2 separate regions of the Sus scrofa genome follow, and region 2 is linked to region 1. Evidence: chromatin contacts called from public promoter capture Hi-C data. All regions are on one chromosome and are shown on one strand. The core of a region is the stretch at or near the end of the contact, and the rest is flanking DNA. Distances in the headings are between cores, read along the strand shown. Region 1 overlaps P3H2 (prolyl 3-hydroxylase 2). Region 2 holds the start of P3H2 (prolyl 3-hydroxylase 2).

Evidence for each region. Promoter capture Hi-C pulls out the DNA fragments that hold promoters and counts their contacts.
Region 2: a contact with region 1 is called in a promoter capture Hi-C map of liver, with 5 times the contacts expected there. The contact joins the promoter of P3H2 here to the enhancer-like site in region 1. A contact is called at or near these places in 4 of 5 promoter capture datasets (fetal liver, fetal skeletal muscle and liver), 19 of 47 Hi-C or Micro-C datasets (adipocytes, embryonic fibroblasts, epiblast stem cells and 13 more) and 1 of 2 datasets of contacts at active chromatin or transcription factors (skeletal muscle).

The regions. Positions count from the first base shown.
Region 1 is chr13:127,439,029-127,442,747 of Sscrofa11.1, forward strand. P3H2 (prolyl 3-hydroxylase 2) reads right to left here. Exons shown (of 15, transcript XM_021070049.1): 8 at 3,384-3,478. Among named protein-coding and RNA genes, the nearest start is that of P3H2, 130 kb to the right of the region's middle. Within about 2 kb of position 1,888, at least 10 of the 83 cell types and tissues checked have an H3K27ac peak or open chromatin away from gene starts, as enhancers often do. A contact at or near this core is called in fetal skeletal muscle, liver, omental adipose tissue and 3 more, where this site is marked.
Region 2 is chr13:127,570,115-127,573,833 of Sscrofa11.1, forward strand. It overlaps P3H2 (prolyl 3-hydroxylase 2), which reads right to left and starts at 2,051. Exons shown (of 15, transcript XM_021070049.1): 1 at 1,414-2,051. The coding sequence starts at 1,887.

The DNA.
Region 1 (3,719 bases), core at 638-3,137:
CTGACTGAGACATCTGAATAAGTAGAGGGCATAATGGAGTGTATTTAAAAGAGGGATCCTGGGAGTTCCCATTGTGGCTCAGTGGTTAATGAATCTGACTAGGAACCATGAGGTTGAGGATTCGATCCTTGGCCTCGCTCAGTGGGTTAAGGATCCGGCGTTGCCGTGAGCTGTGGGGTAGGTTGCAGACGTGGCTTGGATCCCACGTTGCTGTGGCTGTGGCGTAGGTGAAAAGACAAAAAATAAAAAAATAAAAGAGGGATCCTGGGATATTGACAGTTTCCCCAACCAAGCCATAAGTGACATACAAAAATCAGGTGAAGGGACATACAGCAACACAGAGTCTCAAAAACCCAAACTGTAACAGGTGCAGGCAGAAGCTGTACTAGAAATCTGCCTTTCATGTAGCTAATGCAACCACCACTAAGCACAGATTTCTATACAGAGGTTTCCCACATATACATTTCACAAAAACACAAACAACTACCTACCCATTAACCAAAAGGAAAAACAAAATCCAGAAGGAAAAATAAATCCTGCCATTTAAAAAGCAAGTCTACTAGCTTCCAAATGACTAGTAGCACACCAGACAGAGAAAAACATTAAAATAAAAATAAAAACGTTGTCCAATAAGTTGTGGTTCCCAGGGCCTGATTTGATGGCTTCAGCCAATTCTTAACCACAGTCCAGGGAGATTTAGTTAAACAACTTAATTCTTCCCTCATTCATAAAGTATGTGCCTAGCTCTGACTCTCGATTTGCAATAAAGAAGAATCATCTAGGAAAATGCTCCTTTGTGTTCACTGCCTATGGTTCATGGCAGGAAGGCATATTTGACCACAAATACAAAGCCATGAAAGTTGGGACGGGAGTGTGCTAACAAGCTCTCATATGAACACAGCCCTTTACAGTTTACAGAAGACTTTCTCCTTCATCCTTTCCAAAGAGCTGCTCTCCTTCTTTTGCAGGTTGAGGATCATAGGGCTCAGGGAGGATGAGTCTCTAGTTATGCATCACTCTGGAGAACATCAAACTAAGATGATTCCTGGAAACTAAGCCTCCTGAATCCAAATTCAGTTATTTCTATTATACCCCCACTGACTCCAGGATTCTTATCAAGCAGGGTTTTTGGAAAACAGGTGGTTTAAAGAAGAATGGATAAGTGACAGATGTTTTCAGTAAGATGACATGTACATTCCATGGACTGAAGTCACTCTGGAAGGCAGGAGTCCTGGGCCACTCCCATTGTAATGGCTGGGAGCCATCCAATAGGAATTCCACTACATAACTAGTATGTAACCAGAGGACATGACAAACTCTTTGTGGAAGACAAGAAAAGCTGAAATATATTTTATCCTGGAAATATGAATCCCTTCGCACCTCCCTGACATCTGCTTTCAGCCCGAAAAAGATGTGAAAGTGTTTTCTGGTTGGGAACTTTGCCTCTGCCTACCACTGTTCCTAATTTAGACCTGATCTTAATCTCTAGCGATTGCACAGAAGCCTTTCCAGTAGATTCCCAGAGAATGTCCTAAGATCTATGAGCCCATTCAACTGCAGAAATGATAGAATCTGGTAACCAGTCAATCATGACTTTTCTTCATCTTGTGTAGTCTTCAGTTCTACTGTTCCCATTAGCTTTCCCAGCCAGTTTCTGGACATCAGATCCCCTGGTAGCCAGGGACAAAAAATGCTTTGAAATCTGGCAACTGTCCTGGAGTTTCCCAAACTTTGACAGCAAAGGGGTAGCTTACTGGCATGTATTTCCTGGGTGATTTCTCAGCTTAAAAAGCAACATGAACTCTGGCTGACCATGAGGTTCTCTGGCACTTGTAAAACAGCTTGGGCTTTGTGGCCACAAACTGAGGTCCAGGTCAGATTAGATGAGCATATTATCCTGTTTACTGCCTCAAACTGAGCTGGAAGCTGAGGAAGGAAAGGGCTGGGAAATGTGAGAGCCGTAGAGGGCCAGAAGTTTTCAAATTAGGCAGAGGAATGTGCTGACAGCTCTCTTGTTGGGGAAAGGAGGACTGTACTTCTCAAAGCAAGTTTTTAAAAACCTCTTCTTACCTTGCAATTATTTAATCAATAGGGGATGCATTTCGGATATCTAGACACTTCTGTGTTCTGTCATCAGATGAAGAAGAGAAAATGGGATTTGGATTCAAAAGCCTGCTCAACCTATTACAAGCTCTGAGACTTTGTTCAAGTCACTTAATCTCCATACGTCTCAGTTTTCTTGCCTATGAAGGGGGGACACTTGTCTCACAGGAGATGCTGCCAGTTTTAAAATGCAGTGTGTATAAATCTGTTTGTAAAATTTGAAAATATATAGAGATAATCATGATTGTTAAGTATTACTACTGCTGTTAGTATTATACTTGCTAATAATGGATTATTAGAAGAAGTTAAAACTATTTAGGAGTTCCCATTATGGCTCAATGGTAACAAACCCGACTAATATCCATGGGGATTTGAGTTCAATCCTTGGCTTCAATCAATGGGTTAAGGACCCAGCATTGCTGTGAGCTGTGGTGTAGATCACAGATGCGGCTTGGACCCCACGTTGCTGTGGCTGTAGCTACAGCTCTGATTGATTCAACCCCTAGCCTGGGAACTTCCACATGCTGTGGGTGTGGTGTATGTGGCCCTAAAAAGACTATACACACACACACACACACACACACACACACACTATATATATATATATATATATATATATATATATATATATATATATATAACACACATACATAGATGCATATAAATGTATAATTAAAAATAAATAAAATAAAACTATTTAGAAACGACTTTTAGCAACACCTCACTTAGCTCTCCACGCATTCTGAGGTTATCTAATGTCCTAATTTTGAGCCATCTCTGTGCCTTCATGGAAATTGTTTTATCCACTTGAACAGCCTGCCCTCTGCACTTCTGTCAATGCAATCAAATTCTGCTTATTTCTCAAAGCCCTGATCAGATATATACGCCTCAAGGACCACAGGTTAACTACTCTAATGTCTCCTGTGTCCTGTCTCTTCAAGTTCCTCTGATACACAGTCTATTCCACACTCTCTAGCACTCACCCAAGATGTGCGAGAAGTAAGCCAGGAAACCTCTCCAAGCTTCAGGTACTCAGCTGAGGACAGTGATGATCAGACAGTTCCCACCTGTGAGTGAACTTGGACGCACTTTTGTTGAAAACCAAAAATAGTGCTGTGTGTACCTGAGACATTTTTGGTTTTAAGCCTTGCTTTGAAAGTCTTGTGAACTGGAGTAGCTTAGTCCTACTTATTTCTCAGAGAAAATGGGCTCGTAAGGGCTGGCCATGTCCCAGCCTCTCTGTCCCCTCCTTCTAAGCATAAAAATGCAATGATACTCACCTTCTCTTAGATCTCGGTCTAACTTGGGTGATGACTTTTTCCCCATTGATAATCCATGAACTTCTGCTCCCTCCACGTTCACTCCTGAAGGGACCCTGCCATTCAAAAAAAGTTGAAATAGAAATACTTCATTGAATAAAGATGTTCAAAGGGAAAGGATATCTTACCCAGGCTGTCTAAGACTTCATATTAGATATTTTTGTTGGCTATAACAAGTCCACTTATCTTTCAATGAAATTAGATGTCATTACCTCCATGAAGCTCTTTATTTCCTCATCCAGTGTGCTCTATTTCACATCTCTAAATCTTCTTAGCAACCTTAATTCAGTTAATTGT
Region 2 (3,719 bases), core at 801-3,300, 130 kb after region 1:
GCCTACCTCACATCCTGTCTTCCTGGGAAGACAGTGTTACAGGAACCCACGTTCTGCTCTGGGAACTAGCTTAGTATATCTTCAGCTGTCAGGAACTTGGGGTCCTCTCTACCTACTACTGACTGACTTCTGTAAGATGACCAAAAACTGTGCCACTCATTGAAAAGAAAGCAGATTTATTCTTAACACAGGCCTCAGCATATCCATCAGGATGCAGAAGCAAGTAGAAGACCAATCCTGACCAATTCAGACTCTCTATTTCTTACCCAAGATACCAATTCTAGCACCTTTGCCAGAGCACTGGGAGTTAAGTGTTAGTTACAGTTCCGATTTCCTGAACTCCACCAACAACTGCAAATCTCCAGAGAGCCCTGTCAACTGTGAGGGCAGAAACCTTGCCGCATGAGCTGCAAAAGGCATCTGAATATCTGTACATGGTGTGTATTTCCACCACCCCTGAAATGCAGCCGGGTCCACTGGCTGGCAGTTCTCCAACAGCTGCAGAAGAGACAATGATATATTGACATAGAAAGGCAGAAGGGAGAAGGTGTAAGTTGAGAGCAATATGGATGAGTGAGAGTGGGGCATTGAGGCATACAGGCTTAATGCTCTCTGCTGAAGCATCCACACAGATCTTCAAAATTGTGAATGTGGGGAAAATGTCAAAATATACAGTCTACTTTCCCATCTACTTGCCTGACACTAACCTCAGGCAAGCTGAACATACAGAAATAAAACCAGAAGAGGACCTCTGATATCCTCTAATAACTCAGTCCAGTGCTTACCTCCAGAAACTAGAAGCCCTCTATCAAAAGAGAAAGAGCCAGAACTTCAGATAGACACTTTTGGTGAGACTGACTCACACAGATTCTCCTCTTCCACGCATACCTTCTCTTTAAACTTAGATCCTTTTTTTTTTTCTTTTTGTACGTGCAAGGGAAAAGACAGAGGAATTGGTTTCAGAACAAGTCTACTTTAAACTCTGCCATTCACAGAATGCTTTCTTTTAAACTTCAAAGAAAAGGTGCACACCGGAGTGTAGAAAGGATGTATGAATGGAGATGGAAGAGAACCAGGGTGACGCTAGATCAAGGAATGAAGCCCAGAGACCTTATAGTGGACTCGGCTCTGCCAACGTACAGACAGTACTGGAATCATCATCTTATCAGTACAGTCCCCTTTTTGAGATAGAAGTGGATGTTGAGAGAGCTAATGGCTTGCCCAGGTTCATCTAGTGTTGGTTACACAACACGGGCCACCAGATGGCTAGATCCACACATGAGACAGAACCATTAGAGGAGACCCAGTCTGACCCGCTAAGGAGCAGAGTGACGGACAGGGGACAGGTGTCCCGGGGGAGGGCTCCACTGCATCCCGGCGCCGCGAAAGACGTGAAGTGTGCGCTCTGGGTACCTTGAGGTAGGCCCGCTGCAGGTAGTTGTAGGGCACTCTGCGCTGGAAGTCGCTGCGCACATCCTCGCTGGCACGGTGGCGAGACGCGGGGCCCCCGAGGCGCTGGCTCTGGCAGCTGCGGTAGCAGCGAGCCCGCTCGAGCAGCGAGCGGAAGAAGGGCAGCTCGGCCCCGGGGCCGGCGCCCGGGGGCGCGAGCGGGCGGCGCGCGGTGCAGTGGCGGGCGCAGCGCGCGCGGATCTCCAGCAGGCGCCGGTGGCTGCGCAGCGCCGCTTCCAGGTCGCGCACGGCCAGCTCGTAGTCCCCGCTGTAGTAAGCGGCCACGCCGCTGGCGTAGAGCAGGTCGAAGGGCTGCAGAGGCCCGGGCTCGGGCTCCCGCCTCTGGTGCGGGCCGTCCGGGGGGCCACCCCACAGCGGCGGCGGCAGCAGTAGACAGGGCAGCAGCAGCGGCAGCGGCGCCCAGATGCGCTCCCGCATCCTCCGCCGCAGACAAGCGCCGGCCGGCCCCGCACTCAGTCGGCTCCCGGCAGCTGGCGTCCTAGTCCGGTCTCTTGTCTTTGCGGGCGAAACCGCCAGCCCCGCCGCCAAGCGGCTGCCCTTTGAGCCTCAGGTGACCGGCCGCGCTCGGCGAACTGAGAGGCGGAGGCCGGCCCGGCCGGCCGTTCTTAAAGGGACGCCCACAGCTCACATGCTCCTCCTGCTGCCGGAGCCTTCCCGAGTGGCTGGCAGCCGCCAGGAGGCCAGGGGCTGCACACCCCAGTGCCAGCCAAGGAGCCAGTGCCGCTGAGGATCCAGCGGGCAAGCAGAGCCTGAAGTGGGGTCCCTTTCAGAATGGATATGATTACTCCCTTTTTAGGGAGGAAAAAATGCAGCTTAGTGAGATGAGGGCTCTCATCGTTTTCCGCAATTTGTCCGACGTTTGCAAAGCCTTTCGACTTCACGTGAAGCATTGAAGCTCCATCTCAGGCTGTGAGGAAACTTGTGGCTTGTGGAGAAAAGTGATTAGTCCAAGTTTATAGAACAGTGAAAAGACAAAGGAAGGACTCAATCTTGGGCCACTGGAATCAAAGTTTAGGGCCGCTTCCTTTAAGGAAAGTCCTCCCTTGCCTTCTCATCCCACTTTGGTTGTGGCTGTGCCTTGGGGAAAGGGGAAGGGCCAAGGGAACAACGAATAGCCCACCTTTCTGTGCAGATGAGGGTGTCAGAGGACCGAGAGAATTATTGCAGGAAGGAGCAGCTATGCTTAACATTCTGCTTGTCAGTTTATCAGCCTTGTGATCCCGCACAAAGGAGCCTCAGTCTCATCGCCTACAGTACACCAATGTCCCAACACGACAAAATATTTTCAGATATAAATTCTCATTGTAAGAGTTAAACAAAGAGGCAATTTAATAAATCCAATATCCCCCGGACTTAAGCAATGAGCATCAATCTAGGAATGGGAACCCTGACAGAAGTGGCTGCCAAACTCCGAAGGGCTAGCTCAGGCTTTCCTGTTCCTCTGCTTCTCCTCTGTGGTAAATACCTTCTGAGCCAAGGTGTTCCCTTCTTTCGTCTTCCTTGGCTTCCCACTCTCACAAGGATTCCTGAGCGCTTATGCACTGGACCTTTGATTCCAGGCTTCCTCCTATAAGCATTCCTGTGGGCTCCTAGTGCTTGTGGCAATTTTATCAAAGACTCCCTGGCCAACAGGCTGGTGAGCAAGTGGGAAGGGCAACAGGAAAGAACACTTATCATGTAGTTGATGTGAGTTCTTCCATAGAAGGCTTTTGTGTGGAATCACCACAATGCCCAGGAGACTGCCAGAGTTTTGTGCTCCTTCCTTCATTAACTGTGTTGAATTTGACCACACAGACCATAAACAGCCTTGGTGCTGTAACTTCAAGGACCCCCAAAGAGTCATGCTCTTATTAACTTTTCTCCAGCAAACCACACTCATTTGGCTTATCCTACTGATGGAAAAGCTCCACTTTGGAGCTGGGTATGTACTGAATACTTTGAATGTTCACTAATCCAGAATTTGTCCTTGGGTCTTCTGCCCAGACTTTTGCTCTAAGGATTCTCTCTCTTTTCAGATAAAGACTTTGAGGTCCATCGTTATTAATCCACTTGTGGAGGGTTTTGAAGCACACTAGCCAGGAAGTCCTGCTGTGGGAGTGGGACTGAGAGCAAAGTGCCAGGATGCTTTGCTGTGGATTATCTAAGTTCTGTGATATTTCCTTATCATTTAATATATATCAATTAAATTCACATCTTTGGATACCTACTCTCAAAGTAGCCAGAATCCTTATCCCCGGGAGCTCACAGTG